Regions from separate parts of the Capra hircus genome. Here region 1 is linked to region 2. The links are chromatin contacts, called in public Hi-C maps. All regions are on one chromosome and are shown on one strand. Each heading gives the region's core, a stretch centred on a gene start, on an enhancer-like site or on the middle of the called end of the contact. The rest is flanking DNA. Distances are from core to core; before and after follow the strand shown. Region 1 has its middle 25 kb from the start of TRNAG-CCC. Region 2 has its middle 24 kb from the start of C25H16orf72.

Region 1 (2,700 bases), core at 136-2,635, 63 kb after region 2:
CTGAGCGACTGAACAACCACAACAGGGAACTAGAGCCACATGCCAGAACTAAAGGTCTCACACGCTGCAACTAAGACCCAGTGCAGCCAAATAAATAAAAATAAAAGTAACAATAAATATTAAAAACATTTGAGGGACTTCCTTGGTGCTCCAGTTGCTAAGACTTCATGTTCCCAATGTAGAGGGTCCACGTTCATTCCCTGGTCAGGAAACTACATGCTGCAACTAAGACCTGGTAGTCAAATAAATAAATATTAAAAAAATATATTTGAATAAGTAGCTAATATTTAATAAGTTTAGAAAGTTAAATGTAAAACATAAGGAAAATATTCATGAATATTTAACCTCACAAGCATAGAAATGGGCAATATTTTTACTAAAAATAAAAGATTGATTATAGCATAAATTTAAACTTTTGTTCATCACCAATATAAACAAAATTGAAAGGAAAATGGGACTGTGACGAGTAATACACTAGAAAGGAGAAATGAAAAGATGAACAGAGAATTCAGAGGCAGAAATACAAATGACCGATCAATATATGAATAGGAAGTTCAACCCTACTTTGTGAAATTCACATTTTAAAAAGAGATATTGTGCTTTGTGTACAGTTTTTTTCCCCCTTGCCCCCGGCCATGCTGTTTGGCTTGTGGAATTTTAGTTTCCTGACCAGGGATCAAACCCAGACCCTTAGCAGCGAGACCACGGAATCCTAACCACTGGACTGCCAGAATTCCCTTGGATACAGTTTTGGAAAGATAAGTGGATCCTACTCAGCGCTGGGAAATCCAGGCTGATGTACATTCATACATGCTCCTGAGGGCAAACTTCCAATATTCCAAAAAATAAGTTTGCCATATATATCAAGATCTTTACAAATGGCCCTAGATTTTGATCCTGTAATTCTACTTCTAAACATTTACCCCAAGAGGGAAATAGTCAGAATTGTGGCAACTCCTTCTTAGGCAACAGTATCTTACTTGGAATAGAAGACACCAAGAAATAACATAACAGCCCAGTGATAGGGCATTGATTAAATGAATCTTATTAGTTAAATTAGGTCGGAAATTATGAAGCCTTTAGAAAGCATGCTCTTGAACACTATTTCAAGAAATGAGGAAATGCTCATAATATAGTAGGAAATACACACAGCATGATCTTAATTTGGCTAGAACAGTGCCTGGCAGCTGATGTGAGCTACTATCATTATTGGTAATGTCAAATGCCCAAATGAGCATTCATTCCTGCCTCAGTTGCACACGTGTGTGTTCCCAAGGCTCCTTGCCTGGCCTACCCTCTGTGAACCAGTTGGGGAAGGTTGTGGGGGGCGGCCCCGGCGCCTTTCCCCTGGGCAGGGCCCCAGACCAACCGAGGGCTCTGTTTCTGGCTGAGCACTGCCATCTAGAGGCTCCTGGCCCACAGCGCAGCGGTCCGCGCAGCTCACCGCCACCCCCGCAGCCACCCAACAATGGGGCTCGAGTGTCTGGTGTTCTCTCTTGTCTGCTGGGGGCGCTGCTTGGTCAGAGCTGGAAAAGACCCTGCAAGACTCCTTATGTCAAGATCTTTACAGAGATCCTTTGGGCCCATGTTTCTTAAACTGTGGTTCTTGAACCTGCACCGCTGGCCGCTGCTGGGAGACTTGATAGTAAAGATTCAGGGTACACCCCAACTTCCCTGAATCAGACTTTGCTGGAGGTGGGGTGGGCAAGGCTGCTGAAAATCTCGAATTTTAACATGCTCGCTGGGTGATTCTGATACATGTTGGAGTTTGAGAGCCATTGATCCAGACTGCTAATATTTTATAATTTAATAGGAGTGGGGGGCTTGGCACAGAGCCTTTAGCCTTTTCCCTAGTAACATACATCTAGATCTATTTTAGGAGGTTCCTTGACTCCAATGTAAGATTTTTTTTTTTAAAGAACAGTTTTAGGGACTTCCCTGGTGGTCCAGTGGGTAAGACTCCACGCTCCCAATGCAGTGGGCCTGGGTTCGGTCCGTGGTTGAGAAACCAGATCCTGAATGCTGAACTTAGTTCACATGCCATAAGTGAAACTCCTGCATGTGACAGCTAAGATCCATGCAGCAAAATAAATAAATAAGCTAAATAGGACAAAAAAGGCAGTTTCAGGTTCAAAGCAAGATTGAGAGGAGGTACAGGGGTTTCTCATATACCTTCCGCCCCCACCTCCTTACCAGAGCCTTTCCCATGATCAACATCCCGCCCAGAGTGGTACATGTGATGAACTTATTCTGACACATCCTAAATCACCTGAAGTCTATGTCAAGGCTCATCTGGCGGTGTACATGCTGCGGGTTTGGACATGGTATTAATATCATGACATGGATCCATCATTAGGTATCACACAGTGCTTCGCTGCGCCTCCCCCAACCCCCCTGTGCTCCTCCTATTGATTCTTAGCCCCCGACCACAACCCCAACCCCTGGAAACCACTGATCTTCTAAGTGTGACTCTACTGTTGATTTTCCTAAAATGTCATACAGTTAGAATCATCTCACCACATAGTGTGAAAAGTACATAGCTTTTCCACACTGGGTCTTTTCCCCTAATAATGTGTGTTTAAGATGTCTCCATCCTTTTCATGGATTGATAGCTCATTTCTTTTTAGTGTTGAATAATATTCTGCTGTCTGGATGTACCACGGCTTATGAATAAAGCTACTGTAAACATCCACGTGCAGG
Region 2 (2,700 bases), core at 106-2,605:
GAGCTGGAGTGTGCTGAGAAAGCAGCGTGAACTATCCACAGCGCTATCAACAGTCTCAGGGCGTTCACAGGAGGTAATACAGAAACGGTCATTACACACCTTTGAAAAGATGCTGAAAACAAGGTCCTACTATGTAGCACAGGGAACTGTATCCAATCCTCTGGGATAAACCGTCTGGAAAAGTATATAGATATGTTGAATGTATGCCAAGTCCCTTCAGTCGCGTCTGACTCTTTGCGACCCTGTGGACTGTAGCCCACCAGGCTTCTCTGTCCATGGGATTCTCCAGGCAAGAAACTGGAGTGGGTTGCCATGCCCTCCTCCAGGGGATTTTCCCAACCCAGGGATTCAACCTGTATCTCTTATGTCTCCTGCACTGGGAGGCGGGTCCTTTACCAGTAGCGCCACCTGGGAAGCCCACATATATATTCAAATAGAATGTATATATGTGTATAACGGAGGCACTTTGCTGTTCAGCAGAAATTAGCACAACATTGTAAGTCAACTATACTTTAATCAGAAAAAAAAAAAAAAAAAAGGAAAGAAAGGAATTTGCTGGTGGCTCAGTGGATAAGAGTCCATTTGAGCCCTGGCCCAGGAAGACTCCACATGCCTCGGAACAACTAAGCCCACGCGCCACAACTACTGAGTCCTTTCTCTGGAGCCCTTCAACTGCAACTACTGAAGCCCGAGCACCCTGGCAACGAGAGAAGCCTCCACCCATGCACCACAGCTCGAGAGTAGCCCCCGCTCGCTGCAAGTCGAGAAAGCCCTCTCGCAGAAGGAAAACCCAGCACAGCCATAAATAAATAATTTTTTTTCCAAAGTCCTGTTCCATCCTCTTGCCCACACTTGGAAACAGATAATGTTATTATCTCGCTTTCCAGATGAGAAAATAGAAGAACTGAGTGGTCAAATAAGGAACCCTAGGTCACAGTTAATAAAAGGCAGATCTGGGCCTTCAAGCCCATCTCTGCCTGAGGCTAAGGCTTCTTTTTCCTCTTTTAAACATTAGACTAAAGGAGTGTTTTAGGTAAGTCAGGTATGGACGGGGTTGTCCCATTCAAGAAAACCTCAGAGCAGGAATGTCTTCAAGGTCTCACCACTGCCAGCATTTAGAGCTGGCCGCAGGTGGGTGGTGGGCTTCCCAGGTGGTGCTAGTGGTAAAGAACCGTTTGCTCCCTGAGTCGGAAAGATCCCCTGGAGGAGGGCATGGCTACCCACTCCAGTATTCTCACCTGGAGAATCCCATGGACAGAGGAGCCTGGCAGGATACAGTCCATAGGATCACAGAGTCAGACAAGGCTGAAGTGACTTAGCACGCATGCACAGCTGTATGGGGACTGCTGGTCTGGGCCCACGTCTGTGGCTTCACCTGGGTCAGACAGTCCCGGCCAAGAAGGCAGAGGCAGGATGAGAATGGAGGCCCAAACTGTGTGGAGCCCCTGGCCTCCTCCCCTCAAAGAACTCAGGGAGGCCAAGAACTGGAGGTATGAGCAAGTCAGCACAAAGCGGGCCGGAAACGGTGACTCAGCCCCCTGTCAGGATTCCCGGCTCCTCGGCCTGAGGGATGAGTCATCACCTTGACGCCCTCAACTGTCACACTTCTAACTCTCCCAGCCTCGCCTAGGATGCTGACGAAGGAAAGCTCCCTGCCCCCCCCCGGGCTGTTCCCCAGACGACCTTGAGTTCAAATTCAGTCAGGAAGGAAGGCCCACATCGTTTTCAGCACAGAAGGGGCTTCCCCTCCCTTGGGGCGATGCCAGGTGACAATTCCCAAGCAGGGTCCCAGGACTGGGCTGAGGATTCCTGGCCCCAACTCAGCGTATGCCTGTGTGTGTGCATGTAATGTATTTTTTTTTTAATATTTATTTATTTGGCTGCATGGAGTCTTAGTTTCAGCATGCGGGACTTTCAGTTGGGGCCTGTGGGATCTAGTTCCCTGACTAGGGATTGAACCCCAGACCCTTGTACTGGGAGCACAGAGTCTTAGCCACTGGACCACAAGAGAAGCCCCTAACGTGTTTTTTTTAATTGAGGTGAAGTTCATACAACATAAAATTAATGTTAACCATTTAAAGTGAACAATTCAGTGACTTCTAATACGTTCACATTGTCGTACAGCCATCATCTCTATTTAGTTCCAAGACATTTTTCAGCACCCTAAAGAACCTTGTATCCACTAAGCATTCACCCTCCATTCCTCCTCCTCCCAAACTCCTACAAACCACTAGATTTACCACTTCAGGACATTTCACATAAATGGAAGCTTACCATATGTGACCTTTCATGTCTGTTTTTTTTCACTTGTGATGTTTCTGAGGTCCATTCACATTGTGACATGCACCAGAACTTCATTGCTTTTTGAGGCAGGATATGGCTCAGACGGTAAAGAAACCCCTGCAATGAGGGCGACCTGGATTCGATCCCTGGGTTGGAAAGATCCCCTGGAGGAGGAAATGGCAACCCACTCCAGTGTCCTTGCCTGGAGAATCCCACGGACAGAGGAGTCCATGGGGTCATGAAGAGTCAGACACGACTGAGCAACTAAGCACAGCAGCACATTACTCCATCATAGGGACAGACCACACGTGTTTATCCCTTTATCAGTTTAAGCACATCCCTACGTTTTACACTCTAGACACATCGTGTGCCCCATCCCATCCTTGAGAGCTAATTCCAGGAAGCTCTGAGAGGGAG

Evidence for each region. A called contact is a pair of places that touch in the nucleus more often than the background predicts.
Region 1: a contact with region 2 is called in a Hi-C map of blood, with 4 times the contacts expected there. The contact joins two enhancer-like sites. A contact is called at or near these places in 3 of 5 Hi-C or Micro-C datasets (all in blood).

The regions. Positions count from the first base shown.
Region 1 is chr25:7,803,521-7,806,220 of ARS1.2, forward strand. No RefSeq gene overlaps it. Among named protein-coding and RNA genes, the nearest start is that of TRNAG-CCC, 25 kb to the right of the region's middle. Within about 2 kb of position 1,386, at least 1 of the 5 cell types and tissues checked has an H3K27ac peak or open chromatin away from gene starts, as enhancers often do.
Region 2 is chr25:7,740,491-7,743,190 of ARS1.2, forward strand. No RefSeq gene overlaps it. Among named protein-coding and RNA genes, the nearest start is that of C25H16orf72, 24 kb to the right of the region's middle. Within about 2 kb of position 1,356, at least 2 of the 5 cell types and tissues checked have an H3K27ac peak or open chromatin away from gene starts, as enhancers often do.